3 separate regions of the Anas platyrhynchos genome follow, and all the other regions are linked to region 1. A link is a contact called in public Hi-C data. All regions are on one chromosome and are shown on one strand. The core of a region is the stretch at or near the end of the contact, and the rest is flanking DNA. Distances in the headings are between cores, read along the strand shown.

Region 1 (5,171 bases), core at 1,196-3,695:
CATAGTGACAAGAAGAGAGGCTTTGAGGGCTTTGATGCCCATGTTACAAAGAATATGCAAACTTGTATTATTCCTTTGATTAGCTGCTCTCTGATATGTCAAGTCCATGAATAATCAAGCCTCATTTTCTAATTAGTTTTACTCATCACCCTGCTGCTCCGTGCCTTTACTCATTTGCATACCTTTTTTCTAGATAAGGGCCTTATTCTGTGAGGCACTGGCAAAGCTTCTATCCGGCTCCCATGATTGCATTTCTTTGGTTCTTTGCTGGGCATTTCCTTGCTCTCAGCTCTGCTTCTCCTCCCATGTGATGCTAGGGCCCTGCCTGCAGAAGATCTCATTGCTCTGTGCTTTTCTACTCTTTCTAAACCTTGTTTCCCCAGGAAACAGGATGGTGTGTTCAGGCTGCCTAGCTGACCCCACTGACATCTTTTGACCCTGATACCCAATTTCACCCAGCCTTGACAGCCAAGAAAATCTACCTGTTTCTACAAATCTTGTGGAAGCAGGACGGGGACAGCTCCTTCTGCATTAGTGGAGGACAAAGCTGGAGCATGTTCTTCATCGCTTTGAGGACCCACTGTGGAAAGAGAGGTTTTAACGCGCTCACCACAAACACATTTAGCCATCAGCTGAGAGAGACCATTCCACGAGAGAAAGCAGTAGCCATTGGGCTGGTGGCAGGTGGGTTTGTGACTGGAATACATATGCTACTTTCATAACATGGGAGGCAGCTGCGGGTTCCCCAGCAGGGTGTCCCCAACCCAGTCCTGTCCCTCTGCCTGCAGGGCTCACAGCTGCCTGCGGGCCCTGCCCGGGCCTCTGCAGTGCAGCTGATGCTGGGGGACGGGAAACCATGATCCTTCCTATGACCTAGAGGTGTTAATGCCTAATAAAGCTCTGGTTTGCACGCTGGGAGCCTGCTTACCACAGAGCTGATGGGTCTTTTCTCTTTGCTAGGGTTAAGCAGTCACCATTTGTCAACCAAAAGCGGAAGTGAAATTCAGATGCTGTGAAGGTCTTTAAAAAAGCGACAGGAATGTGATAATCTGTCCCACGTGAAAAGCTAACAAGAGTTTCCAAAAGCTGCAAACATCAGTCTTGGGCTTGAGGCACAAGGCTTTGTGCTCATCTATCTGGGCAAATACCTGGTGCCTCTACATACAAGCCACTGCCTTTCAAAAAGTTTCTGCAGGTAAACAGGGGTCAGCTCAAGATGAGATCCTGCACCAGCTCGGCTTGACCCTGCTTTCATATCGGCTTTGTTCCTTTAACTCCTTTTTTAAAGCAGCTCCTTGCTTTGTACCAGCAGAAGCATGCCCCTGCCTGACCAGGGAGTGCATTATCCATGGGGGACCGCAGACTTTTATCTCATTCGGGGTGAATTTCACTTCTGTAGTGCCTAAGCTAATGTTTTGTGTCCCTGGATCAAAGCTAGGGAGCATCATTTGCATACCGTGGGTGAGGAGGCAGCAGACTGGAGACCATCACTCATCAGTGAAAGGATGATCATTGTTTGTTTAGCCCATTCCAGAATAATGGCTCTGCTGGGAACACCAACCCAGTATGCATCATATCTTTTATAGTATATATTAATTTAGTGTAGACATTAGGCCATCATTATTCCCTCCTTTTAATTCTCATGTATTAGCATTCAGGAGCAGTTTTAACCCAGCACACATCTTTGTTATTTTGTAATGTAAAATAAATAAAGCTGGAGGCAAATGTATTTTTTTTTAAATAAATGACTGTGAGAGGCTGATGGATATAAAGCACAGAAACATCTTTATAATTTTAAAGCTCGAATTTCAGAACACAGCATTTTCATTAAATGGTGCAATCCATTCATTTTGGAGAGACAGATATAAACAGAAGCAAATTAACTCAGTAGTTCTCATGCCTAGAATCTTTGTGATAAAATTGCCTATTATTGTGAGTGTAAATGTTTTCAAAAACAGTTGAGACAACGGGAAAAAAAAAAATAGGAAAGCCAGGATAGGTTGCTCAAGGATAAAAACCATAAAGACATCCCCTCCAAACACATGTAGCTGCTGAAATTACTGAAAGTGGACTGCGGGAGCCCTTTGAGAGGAGGAGAAAGGAGGCAGGCCATTTATTTATTATTGTAATTTTTTTCTTTTTATGATGGATGAAGGTCTGGGAGAGTGGCATCCCATTATTCTCCGTGCTGGCTGCTGCCGTGAGTTAGGAAATTCAGCTGATAGGGACGGAGGCGGCTGAAGCAACAGGAGAGGGGGAGCTGGGCACAAGCTGGCGGGGCCCGGGGAAGCGCTGGGGTCCCACGGGGGGGGGGGTGGGAACCGCGCTGCGCGGCGGCGCTGCCCGAGCCCCGGTGCGGCGGCGGCGGCGGCACCGCGTGGCCGGGCCCGGGGCGGAGCCGAGCCCGGGGCGGAGCCGTGCCGGGAGTAGGGGGGGGGTCGGAGGCAGCGCGAGGAGTGCCGGGAAGGGCCGGTGGTGGCGGAGGAGGAGGAGGAGGCGGAGGGGCGATGGCGGCGGAGCGCGGCCGGGGCTGCCCCCCGCGGTGGCGGCGGCTGTGAGCGAGCGGCAGCGGCGATGTGCGGCGCGTCCGGCGACGATGGAGGACCGGTCGCACAAGGTGCTGCTGGCGCTGGTGATGCTCTTCCTGTTCGCGGTGATCGTGCTGCAGTACGTGTGCCCCGGCACCGAGTGCCAGCTGCTGCGGCTCCGGGCGCTCAGCCCCGCCGCCGCCGCCGACCCGTACCGGGCGGAGGACGAGACGCCGGCTCGCTTCGTGCCGCGCTTCAATTTCTCCGCCGGCGACCTGCTGCGAAGGGTGGACTTCAACATCAAAGGGGACGACCTGATCGTCTTCCTGCACATCCAGAAGACCGGCGGCACCACCTTCGGCCGCCACCTGGTCCGCAACATCCAGCTGGAGCAGCCCTGCGAGTGCCGCGCCGGGCAGAAGAAGTGCACCTGCCACCGGCCCGGTAAGCGGGAGACCTGGCTCTTCTCCCGCTTCTCCACCGGCTGGAGCTGCGGGCTGCACGCCGACTGGACCGAGCTCACCAACTGCGTGCCCTCCGTGGTGGACAGCAAGAAGGAGGTGCGGCTCCGGCCCTCCAGGTGAGCCGAGCCCACCCCCCCCGGGGGGGCGAACAAAGCCTGCCGCCGTCCTAAAGGGCTCTGCGGGCTGCCGGTGGCCGGCCGGAGCTGCGAGCACCTCGCACGGTGCTGCCCGGCCCCGGGAGGGCTGTCCCGGGGCTCCCCGAGTCCTTTGAGCAGCCCCCCCCTGCACGCCTCGGGCAGCAGCCGGGGGCCCTGGGCTGCCCCGGGGCTTTTCAGCCTCAGTGTGCAGGGAGAAATGCGGGTGTTAGGAGGAACAGGGAGCCGCTGGGTGCTGTTAGGGCTGAAGTTTAGGTTGTGCGGGTGTCAGCCTTGTGAATTAAAGGTTATGCTTAGGACTGAATACCACCCGCGAACACTGCCGTTGTCCTCCAGCCCTAACCTCGGTTATTTCGGGCTTGCCTTTCTGGATATTAGTGGCACTGCTTTTCTTCATCTTTGCGCTTCCCGTAGAAGTTGCTGACCTAACCTGACCGTAGCTGTCTGCTTGCCTAAAGGCAGCCCCTGCGTTCCCAGAGCCCAGCCGGCTGGTTCTGCGAGCAGCGAGGAGCTCCTGCCCGTGCTCCCGGAGCGCTGCGGTGACAGCACACCTGGGGCTGGAGCACACCTCGGAGCTTGTCCACGGCTCTGCGTGCAGCTGCACCCTGCAGCAGGACAGCTCGGGGTTTCAGCGTCTTTTCACATTGCTTTGCTGGGAAATTAGAAACGAGGGTATCGCGCCTCTCGCGCTGTTAGATTAATGGCAGGTCCCCTTACAATGAGGGTACTGTTATATATCATGCTGTCTGAAGTCAAGTCTAAGCACAGATTCAGTTGAAATAGAGTGCGATTTCTTTATAGAATTCCTTTTATATAGCGTGACACCACACTGCCATCTAGTAGAAAAATGGTTAGCGTCATTATCTTCCTGTAGCCTAGATGAAACTCTTCATGAGGCTTAGCTATTGTGATTCTCGCTCTTTTGTTTTCCCTACTGCTTTAAAATTTAATTGTCTCGTTTTTGTGGCACTCCATTTGCAAACATCAGGAACTAATTCTTTGCCCTCTGGGCACATTATCTTCCCGGCTTCCCAGGCTGCGTAGTTTATTTTACCTGTCTTGTAAATGCATTGTTTGCCAGCAGAAACGGAAACGCGTAGCGTGACGTCTCTTTTGCTAAACATCTTCAAGTGATCTTTCTTTCTCTCCCCCTAGAGATGGGCCTGATCTGCAGAATTGTAGCTGTGGGGCACAGATTCCTTTTGCTCCCCGGAGGCGCAGGGTCCCCTCTGTGCTCAGGGTTAGTTTTGCCCTCTGGAAAAATGGGAGAGTCCTTGTCCTGGGCCAGCCACCTTCGGCAGAAGGAAATGCCAGGCTTGGAGAGCTGAGTTTTTGTCTGTGGCTTTTGGCTGATTTCCCCCTCACCCCTTTTGGATTACCAAACGTGCTTTTCTGAGTCAAAACAGAACTGATGCATGTACCTTCCCAGGAGCTCGCAGCGATGGTTCCTCGTCCAGCAATGCCGTGTGTGTCATCACTACCGACTTAGAGAGGTCATGAGGCCTCATGGCTTGAGATGGAAGCTGCAAAGGATGAAAAAGAAGCTGTGATGGTTTTGTGTTAGGTATAGGTCTACTCTATAAAAGCCTACTTTGAAATCGTGTTGCATTTTTAATAACCTAATTACACAGGTTGCTTAGTAGCTACAGTTGTTCTCCCAAATAATGTTTTGACAAGCGATTATTTGGCCTGCAACTTCTAAATGTTTAAAAATACAGCAGGAGACGTTCTGAAACGAACAATAGTCCCTTCAAGTCTTCCTACACATTGTAACGTCTCGTGCTTAATTTTATTTTGCATTCTCAATTTAGCAACATTCAGTTGACAACTAGTTAAGTAGCACCTATTCCTAGTGCCAGTAACAGACGGCCATCTAAGCACTTTCTGGGCAGATAATGACTTCTTTCAGAGTAGTGGTAGGTGTGGGATGAGGGTGTCTGGGCAGAGGAGCCGTGCTGGCTGGCTGGGGCTCTGAGCAGGGCCAGCCTGGCTGTTCCTGTGCTGTGGTCATTGGGGGAGGCCTG
Region 2 (5,171 bases), core at 1,493-3,992, 120 kb after region 1:
CAAGCATTTTGATTCCCAGCGATGTGTGTGAGAGCTTGCCAAATATTTTGGCCTAGCCTCTGCAAACTGTCCTGCGTGGGCATCTTTCAGCCGGGAAGTGGTACTCGCGTTTGGGGTTTTACGAATTAAGGGGTTTTCCCAAGTATGCTTGGTCGGAGCAGGAAGGGCTGTCACCAGGATGTTCACCCCATCCTTTCAATTGTGTCTGTAGGTGACACAGTTTGTTAAGGATTAGAGTGAGTCACAGTATTAAATGAACATTTTGCTTCTCTCTGAGCGATCTCCAAACAGATGCCTGCCTCTAACAAACGAGGCAGCAGGGGTATTTCTCTTGGAGGAACAATTTGCAGTATTAGCAAATCAAATTCTCAGTGGGCCACTCTTTATGGGAATTAACCTCACCTACCGGGAGCCAGGCGCTCTGGGCACCCGGCCTGATATAATTGAGTTTGACTTCTGGAGACGTGGTGGGGATGATGGATGGGCAAGGGAGACCCACATCACGCCGGCCTCGTGCCCCATCTACTGAATGTTAAAATACATCAACTGCAGGGTTTGGCAGCTTGGGAGCTGCACGTGGAGGATTTCTAACCTGTGGTGCTGTGAGACTAGCACCGCTGGTGTTTCTGACCTTCCGTAGCTACGCTGTGAGGTTATGCAATGCACAAACCTTTTGCGCGTGGTGCAGGATGAGGGAAGAGCATGGAGCCTGCTGCAGCGGGGCTTTGGTGTGGTGGTGGAGGAAAGAAAGGATCTGGACTCATGTGTAGGATCGTCTTCGTCTCATCAGATAACTACGGAAGAGGAAAAGTTGCTGTTTCAAAAAAAAAAATAAATCGGCTTTTAAAGATGAAAAGAATACTCTTATAAATTAGTTTATGGGGAGGGTGGTGAGGACGTTGGTCGTCCTTGTACCATTAGTCAAATCTGGTTGATTGCACATCGTTTCTGGTGCCGAGCCACCAACCATATGATTATTTTTCTTTTTTCAGTAGCTCAGTACTTAATCCTCAGTTTCATATGCAGAATCCCTGCTGCAGGGTTTTATTTCATTTTATTTGCTTTTCTGTTGGACATGATACAGATCTCATCTGTCCCTCTGCCCCGGCCCTTTCTGTTCAAAGGAAACTTTCCTTTCAAAATGTCTGTCCTCACCTGTGGTGTAACTGGGTTTCTCACTGCCCTGTTAATATACCACAAAGTCTGTAAGCTGACCTGCCGTGAAAAAAAAATAATCTCCTAGAACAGGAAACATTCCCAAATTTCCCCTTCTCCCCGTTCTTCAACCAAAGCATTGGAAACACTTTTGCAAAACTGCCTCCCATTTATTGTATGAGCTCATCTGCATGTCCAAACCATCTTAGCCAGGCTTGCCACCTGGATGAGCTTGACCTAGATGCAAACTGATGTGCTTGAGCAAGTTTAAAGGGTAGCCTTAGTTTTGCTAGGAGACTGGGACTGCCCCAGTATTTCCCCCTGCTAATCACAGCTCTGCTTTCTCAGCCATGCACCAAAGCTCTGCTGTCCTGGTTTATCTTTCCCCCGGGCACAGTCTGAGTGGGATGTCAGGGCTGCAGTGCTCCCCGTGCAAGGGCTGTCGGTTTCTTCCCCTCTGTAGCCTTCGGGAGCCCCTCTTGCTACAGCCTCCTCTCTTAGGGGAAATGGGAGAAGGTCACTCGGTCCCTCCCCTGCTTATCCGTACACTAATGGATGTAATGTTGAGTAGGTGGTTAGCTTTCAGCTTCCATCTCATGCTTCTTAGCTCACGGCTCCATCAAGCCAGGCTCAGGTTTCCAGGCTGAAGGCATGGCAGCTGCCAGCACCCGACCTCCAGTCTTCCTCTGCCTCAACGAGCAATTAAACAGCCTCTGTCCTCTGATGGAGATCGATAATCCTCTGCCTGAGCACCAGCAGGACATAAAGGGGCCCATAGGGGTGGAGCCAACCCCCCCTAGTTGTAGTCCTTGTGGAATTACTGTTCTCTTGGACCCCAGAGCAATGGTTTGAAGCCTTTCCATTGGGGTTAAGGTTCCCTTCCCTGCGAGCAGCTGCAATAGGTAAAGCCCCTAGGTGGGTGCTGTATTCAGACCCTAGGTTGCTCAGCTGTCGGTAGTTTTACCATGATGGGGTGGCAAAGCAGGAGAGAGGGAGCTGCAAACTCCCCACGTGCTCTGAAGTCTCTGACTTTACTCAGTGCTGTCATCCCCTGGGGGTTCACACCTCCTCAATTTGACTTCAGTTTGCCGTCTTTTTTCTTTAATGTTGCTTTTAGAAGCTTGCTACGAGGATGCTTTTTAAAAAAATCATTAGGTTGAAAAAATAAAAATGAAGGATTCTCATTCAGCCCCTGCGCTAGGCAGAGGTGGGGAATGTGGGGAACGGCATGGCACAGATGCACTATATGACCACAGAATTACCTTTCAAAGAGAGCAGATGGCTCCATCTCAATAAACCCCTCAGAGAGATTCACCGGAGGTCTTTGAGGTTTCAGTTTGCTTCTTATTTTCTCTGAGGTCTGTGCAGGAAGGAGAGGGGGCTGCTGTGGGCTGAGGCACTGGACAGCTGAAAGCAGGTTTGCGCACTGACTGTGTGCTCTGCTCGGTCACTTTTAGCAAAAATCTTCCCACACATGATAGAAGTACCAAAGCACCAAGAATTTCCTATTTCTAGGCAGCACCAGGGCTGTTTTGGGAGCTGGTTTGCTTTTTGCTCTCTTAGGGCAGGTAAAGAGGCCCTCCATGCCAGGGCTGCGCATAAAGCTGAATCAGAGCCCAGGCAGAAGAGGGGTGTGGTGTGGGACCTTCTGGATCACCACCTCCCCGGCGCAGCTTTCTCACCCTGGTGGAGGGTGTGTGAGCCATTAGCTGGGCATTTATCTGAAGAGAGACTCTGACCTTTTCTGAGCTCCTCTGCAGAAATGGATCGTGTGCAAATAGTTCATTGCTCCCAAAAATGCTCACGCTTTAACCTTGCAATGATGTGATAAGCAGAGCAGTTGATTTAGCACAGGGAGCAAACTCGGCATCGTGAGACTGCTCAGTGCTCGCGGTCCTCAGGAAATAGCTGTGTGCAGGGAGCTAGCAGGAACAAGTGACTGTCGTACCATCACAGATTCCTGGTGGCCCCAGGGTCAACCTACTTTCTAAGTTGCCTGCGAGCAACCTTTGTTCTCTTCTTCATAGACATCCAACTAAACTTTATTAGGAAACCTGTATTTCTGAAGAGGGCAGTTCTTTAAGCTGGAGGGATGATTCACAGTGAAGTCTGAGCTCTACCTGCAAACATGTTGTCTCGGGCTCTGAAGCACAAGCTTCAAGGAATGGGCAGGAGCTCAACACCCCCTTGTTAAGATAGCAGAGGGAACAAGCTGTTACGTACAGAGCTAAAAATAATTGCAAAGCTTTGAATCTGCCTCCCAATTGCAGCAGAAGGATGTTCTGAGCACTGATGGCCGAATCTGTCTCTGGCACAGCTCTTACTCGATGGTGCATTAAAGCGTATGTGACTTTTTGAAGCTCAGTTCAGATAAACGCACAGCAGCGTGGCTGCTTTTCTGGAGCTGCCATGATTTCAAACTTTGATCAGTGTGGCTTGGGGCTAACCCAAAAGCTGGTGTTCCCAGAAGGAATGGTGCCTTTTCCAGAAGAATTTTAACAAGGAGACTGAGGAAGGGGAGAAATGCACAAGGCAGCTGAGATGGGCCCAGCAGCTGACAAAGCAAAGTATGACATGGCATAACGAAGAAGTACAGTGCTGGGCCTGTTTGTAGGGTACTGTGCTTCAGAGCAGGTGATGTGGGCATCCCATAAGTCTGCCCACAGCCTGGTTTCTTGAGCACGAGGTGCTGGAGAGAGCCTGGCCACGTCCATCCTCACTATGAGCAAATGGCTTTGTTCAACCTCCTTCACCTGGTCTTCAACTTGCTGTGACAGGTCCTGATGGAGATACTTGCCTGGATGAGGCAATCGGCCACCTGGGGTGATGGTGATCCATTACAACACAGTTTCTTCCACCAACATGCACATTTTATTCATTCTTTTGTTTTTACAGTAGCAGCAAAGAGAGGCACTTTGTCACTGCCTGTGACCAAAGAGCACGAAAGGAGAGAGGCTGAAGAATTTGAGCTATGATAAAATGCTCACTGCATTGATCTTGGCTCGGCATTTGTTTTCCTTCTTGCATTAACTCCCCATCGATTGCTGTGATGACCTTAGAGCTTGTGGGTTTGCTGGCCGCATCCCTCAGCAAGCAGCACCCCGCTCTTGCATCCTGCTCTGCTCCCAGCCTCCTCGAACCGCTGACGGTGCGAAAGCGGGCCAGTTGGTACAGAGGGTAAGCAGGGCTTTGCTTCAGCCTCTTTGGTCATTCAAGGCTTCTTACTATACATGTATGTTATATATAGGCATGCCACAGCTATGGTACGAACTTGCTGTTGCTTGAGGGATCAGGTCATTATTTTAGTACAGGGTGGTAGTAAATTGGATCCAATTGCGAGGAGTTCTGGCAGCTGTTAAAGAAGGGGCTTTCGTTTGCCTTGGAGATGTTCTTTGTGCCCACGCTTTGCAATGAGACTTTGGGAAAAGTTACCTTCCTCTGGACTGTGGCAGGGGCCTTGGCTCACCAAACATGTTTGCCTTTGCGTTCAAAGCCCTCAGAGCCCGGGGTGGCTGCAGCAGTGCCAGGGTGAGCCTGCAAACACGTGGCAGTGCTGATCGTGGCGTCCTGGCTCTCCAGACATGAGGTGCCATTGTGTCGGCCACTGATGCTTTATCAGGCTCCTTGGCTGTATTTGGTTTTGCAAGTTTATTGTACTTTCCATTTATTTAATCATTTATAAGCTTGGATGCTCTAAAAGAGAAGGGGAATGGTGACTCTTTTTGTTTCCTGTCCCCCATGCTACTGGATGCTTTCAGAGGCTGTGATTCATTTTTGAGTTCACCCAGAGACAATTTTCTGTAAAACATTGACATCTAGTGGCTTTTCTGCTGAAGGAAACGATGGGGAACAAAGGCTTTGTTGCGGGTGGCCAGCCACGATGTCTCCTGGAGAGCAAAGAAATACCCCGTCTCCTCCTCACGCAGCACCCAGGACACGGCAGTCCCAGCCTGGGGGCTTGGGGCTGCTGGGCACACGCTGCTCTGTGTCCTCAGCCTGGAGGAGCGAGCTTCCCT
Region 3 (5,171 bases), core at 1,927-4,426, 81 kb before region 1:
CAAGCTTCAAAAATGAGGTAATAACTCCTGAATTATCCTAGTGACCTGCAAACCTGTGAGTTCAGCTTGCAAGTCAGCAGGACCTGGCCCCAGCCCCACTTTGATGCCGCAGTATTAGTCAGAGGTTCCCAATGCAGTCTGCTGGAGAAGGTGCACTTGGTTTTCACGTGTACCAGCACGATTACCTCTGTAACTGCAGAGCCATCTCTGTCTATAGTCGGAAGCTGATGTTTGAGCTTTCATAACAGAATTAATACCTAAAAGTATGTTTCAGAATATGCTCAAGACATGATCTGTCTTTCAGTGTGTGAGCTCTATCTTAAAATTACAGCTAAACCTCTGCTGCTTAGTATCTAGGTGAAGGTTTGATTATCTAGGAAGAAAGAATGAAAAAAACCCAAGCGTATGGTACTGAACAGCCGGTTTTATCTTGATGGATTTTGTTCGTAACCTCCTTGTGGAACTTAACAGAAAATTAGATCTCTGCCACTGAATTCTTAAAGGCATTAAAAAACACTATGGAGAAGATCTTACCTTCCATCAAACTCCACTCCAGTGACTTTTAAAGAATGCAGCTGTTTCATTCTTTGAATTCTTTCAGAATTTTCCATGGGGGATACTTCTAGTTTTGCAAACAGTTTCACATCAACTCAGGGGAGCGGTGGGGAAATAGGAAAAGCATTTTGTCTTGGGGAAAATTTCTTCTGCTCAGCTGGAGCCCTTTCCTGCAAAGCTCTTCTCCTGAGACCCAGGGAGCTACTGGAAGTTCCCATGGCTGCTCCTTTGCTCTCTGTGCTGAGGGCTTGGTGATGCTCCCCAGGCATGGAAAACATGGTTATGTTGTGCCATGCATGCAGGAGTAGTACTGGTGGATTCCCAGGGCTGAACCCCCCCCCTAGGAAGTCAGACAGCAAACCTCCCTCATGATCCACAAGTGACAATATTTATAAGGGAAAAAAAATATATTGCAAGGAACGTGTTTGGCATCTGTTTGTATTGCTTTTGTTTTGTCTGGTGATGTCTTTCCAGTTGAGGAAGCCCCCTCTGGCTAAATTTCGATGGCCTAGCTGTGAGTGATGGATAAACATTTATTTTCTCTCCATGACCACCCACACCTATCCTGACAAGCAAACTTTCCTTTGGAAAGTTAGCCTTTTTGGCTGAAGTTTTGAGCCTTTTTGGCTGAAGTTTTGCCATATATGGTCCTAGCCCAAAGAATTATTGTTTAAAGATCTAGTCTGGGTCTGACCAGGTAATGTGTGAGGGAGAAATAATGCTCTTGCTCCAGTGGAAAGGTTTGCAGCTGGGCCACCAAGGACCTGCTGAGCTTGAGCGCCCATCCCCAGCATGAAGCCCTAGCTGGACGAGGGGCATTACTGGGATGTTTTGCCTTTCTTCTGATTCTACCAGGTGACTCAGGTTTTGGCTCCAGGAAAGGATTGTGGCACATTGTGTCATGGCACAGCTTGTGGTGTTCAGCTAAGGAGTAATGGACATAGGGTCTGGTGCTATTTACTTGCAGATGAGGTATGAAGAACAGGCTATTTCCTTGCACTTTTCCAAAATAGCTATGCATGATGCTGACTATGAACTTAAAATTAAAGATATCTTGTTGGTTTATTTATTATGGTGTTGTTTTTAATTCTTTAATGATATCGCCATCTATATCTGTAGATGGAGAAGGACAGAAAGAGAATAGGGAGCTGTTGGATGTCAGCTTTGTGGTAACAGAAGCTTGACCCAGCAGAATTGCTTGCAGGTCAATGAAATTGAATGAAAGTAAAACAAAATTATTAAAACAAAAACTGATGGAGGAGAATCTCGTTTCCTGGAGGGCTTTGCTTCTCCTGGGTGTGGTGGTCTCTCTTGGCTGGGTGTTGGGCTGAGCTCACCGCTGGGCGGTCACCACCAAGCCCACCGTGACTGTGTACCTTACTTTGTTCTCGGCATGCAGGGTGGGGTTTTTCCATTGAACAGGAGAACCGAGTGCCCCACATTACTCTGGGTTAGCACTTAGCTTTCCACAGTGTCAGCATTCATACAGTATCCCTTTCTTTTATCTGGGATATTTTTTTTACTTAGTAAGTGCTAACTAACCAGAAATATATGCTCTCTGGCATTCTTTTCACAAATACCACAGGGACTTGGCCTTGCAGGCACAACAAGAGGCAAAAAAAAATGGTCTGAGGAATGCAACCTGCAATGCTTCAGAGTGCATACGGTTAGGCTTTAAAGCACTGTACTGGGGAAGAGGAGACCTTTGAACGGGGCTTTTGGAGATGACTACTCTTAATATTGCTGAGCTCCTTGAGGAGATGCTGCAGCAGGTCTGGTGAATGCTGGTGACTTTTTAGTTACGCTTTTGTGTGGTTAAATTGATGCACACGAACGTCCTTATGCAACGTCCTTATGCAGAGACTAGACATAAGCCCATCAAGATACAACATGCTGCCCCCTACATGCCCAAGGGGCCTTGGGGTTTTCATTTGGTTTCATAAGAAATAGTGCTTAGGGGAGAATTACAGAGTCATCCTGTCTGGCTGTGTTTCCCCCTCTGAATAGGTTTTGATCCAGCTGCCTGATTCCACTCCTGGTGGGTCGATATCCCAAAGAGATTAAGCTTTCTAGGTTTCATGAAAATAAATACCAGGGTGGTCAAGGGGGCTCAAGTTGGTCCCCTTGGGGAGAAAGTCACAGTGTGAGTCTCAGTGGTGGTTAGTTGCCTTTAGAAAACCCACAGGCAAAAGCTGTAGAAAAGTAGGTTTTCTGCTTATAACTGTTCACAGGTCTGCTTATTTTTCTTGTACTTGTGTCTGCAAACAAAACCTAAATCTATCTATCTCTCTCTTTCCATTTCACATGTTTTCCCACCATCTTGAAAATGGAATTCATTGCAGACGAGACCCTTGCCTGGCAAAAGGACTGACCTGGAAATAAGAAAATGACAGCAGAAGAATTTGGGGATATTTGATGGAAAACCTTAGGTCAAGTCTAAATACCAGCACAGATGTACTAACAGTACCCAGATGGGGAGCAGGAGTGGTGTTGGTTGTCCTCTCAGCTATTTAGGATCTTGTGAGATGGCACGGAAAGACTGTTAACCATGAATCTGCTGCCATTCAAGGCAGTCTTGAGTCATTGTGGTTTAAAAAATAAATTATCATATAAATAGCTGCTTAGGAATCTCAGCCTGAAGACCACAAAATCTCACCAGTGCATAGTTTCTCTGGCTTACGTAGCACCATGTCTACTTGTGGAACATTTTGGCTGCATGTCATAAAACCGCTTCCTATTAAAAAAATAAAAAATAAAAAAAATCACAGGAGAATAAGGTCTCTTGTCAGTGACAACTGCTGGTGGTTTTCTAGTGCCTCTCAGCCCAAGAGGCTGAGTGTGTCCTAACCAGTTTTTGCATCCTGTCTTCAGACAGTTTTGCCTCTGTGGCCCTGACCCTGAGCCCACTCATCACCTTTGGGGCACCAGTTCTAATGTGCTAGCTGATTGGAGATGTGCTGGAGCACCTACAGGTTTAGTTTCTGGGTAGTTTTTGTGAAGGAGTGGTGCATTTTGAAAAGGCAGAGGGGAGTGTGGTCACGAACAAGCAAATGCTTGTGTTCCTGCAGTTGCAAAACACCACTGGGATTTTCTTTTGCAAACCGCCTCCTCGTGAGTGGCATCCTGTTTTGCTGTCTTGAAGCAAAGCTGAACATGACCCTTTTGATTCTGGTGACTTCATAATGTGAAAAAGTGCCAGTGCCTTTGTTACCAGCATCTCTCCCTGTCCCAGTGCTATGGACAGTTAATAACAGTATTTTCATTGACATTAATGGCAGCAGGATCAGATACCAACAGCAAAAATCCTCCCAAGAAAATTGTTTTGAGTGAACTCCAGCCAGTCGGTTTGAACGTAATCTATCCCTGTGTTTTCCCACTACACTGTTTCTGGCCAATAAGCTGCTTGTTTGTTTTATTTCTATTTGGTTTTGTTTGCTTTGCTTGCTTATTTGTGACTTCCCTTTAGGAAACAAACCACTCGGAGGTACACCAGTGCTCTCAGAGGCAGTGGGACGTGCAGACGGTAATCATCCTTGCCAGAATTTTTTTCTCAGATGTTCTGCAAAGGTTTGCAGTCCCAGCACAAAATGTGAGAATGATGTCTGTATCACAAAGACATTTTCCCAGCATGGCTGAGCTGTGATATGAAACAAGCTGATTTTCTCATGAGAGTGGAGTAAATCCTTGGAAGTGTTATTTTTCTAATGTTTTATTTGAAAAGTCCTAGCATGACCTTTTCTTGATGTTGCCTTTTCGTTCTCTCTTTTTTTTTTTTTTTTTTTTTCCTTTGTAAAGACCCTGCAGGATTGTGATTAGCAAGATAATGAATACCATCTGCTTTTAATCAATTCCTTCCTTTTCTCCCAAACCCTCCTAACTTCTAATATTAATGGAAACAGTTTTGAATACTGGAAGGGGCTGTTCTGGAAAATGATTGGGTATTTACTAGGTGAAAAGTGAAATTACACAGGTTTATTTCATGGGGTAGGACATTTGACAGGTGCAATTTTTCTTCTAAATGTGTTGCATGCCTGTTTTATAAACCAAAATGCATACTGACACATAAGATTATAATTCTGGAAATTTTAAGAAGTGGAGGTGACTGCACTCACAAACCTGAGCCCTTCCAAAGAGCCAGTGCTTGCTTGCTTCCGCAGTGCTACATTGAGGTGGCAAATGCTATTTACTGTTGATCCAGGTAGGAAAATGGCACTACCTAGGAGGAAAGTAGTGCCTACAGGCCTGCAGGAGTTGGCATGTAACCCTTCACTGGGTTTTACAAAATATACGAATGGGACTTTCTCTATCCAGCTTTTCTCAATGCCTGTGTATCCAGATTTCCATTGTACTAGTTTATCTTGGAAGCTGAAAATATTTGAATTCATGTGCTGTCAAGTCTTGCTTCAGATCAAACCTTTCTGTCCCCTGGATAGGAATCAGTTTGATTTGTGCTTTTCTCTTAGGTTGGAATCAATCATCCTGCTCTGATTTGAATGACCGTTTTACCCCACTAAAGGTTCACATTAACAGGCATTCCTGGGATGTTTTCTTGATTGGGTTCAAGGCATTGTGTGTTCCCATCTGTCCTGGCTGATTATGAACCAGCTCTGCCAGCT

Evidence for each region. A called contact is a pair of places that touch in the nucleus more often than the background predicts.
Region 2: a Hi-C map of liver shows a contact between it and region 1, with 5 times the contacts expected there. The contact joins the enhancer-like site here to the promoter of HS6ST2 in region 1. A contact is called at or near these places in 3 of 8 Hi-C or Micro-C datasets (liver, skeletal muscle and subcutaneous adipose tissue).
Region 3: a Hi-C map of liver shows a contact between it and region 1, with 1.6 times the contacts expected there. The contact joins the enhancer-like site here to the promoter of HS6ST2 in region 1. A contact is called at or near these places in 2 of 8 Hi-C or Micro-C datasets (liver and subcutaneous adipose tissue).

The regions. Positions count from the first base shown.
Region 1 is chr10:16,395,167-16,400,337 of IASCAAS_PekinDuck_T2T, reverse strand. It overlaps HS6ST2 (heparan sulfate 6-O-sulfotransferase 2), which reads left to right and starts at 2,445. Exons shown (of 2, transcript XM_027464993.3): 1 at 2,445-3,108. The coding sequence starts at 2,597.
Region 2 is chr10:16,273,117-16,278,287 of IASCAAS_PekinDuck_T2T, reverse strand. The region is part of intron 1 of HS6ST2 (heparan sulfate 6-O-sulfotransferase 2); the gene reads left to right. Among named protein-coding and RNA genes, the nearest start is that of MBNL3, 27 kb to the right of the region's middle. Within about 2 kb of position 2,742, at least 1 of the 8 cell types and tissues checked has an H3K27ac peak or open chromatin away from gene starts, as enhancers often do.
Region 3 is chr10:16,476,911-16,482,081 of IASCAAS_PekinDuck_T2T, reverse strand. No RefSeq gene overlaps it. Among named protein-coding and RNA genes, the nearest start is that of HS6ST2, 82 kb to the right of the region's middle. Within about 2 kb of position 3,176, at least 2 of the 8 cell types and tissues checked have an H3K27ac peak or open chromatin away from gene starts, as enhancers often do.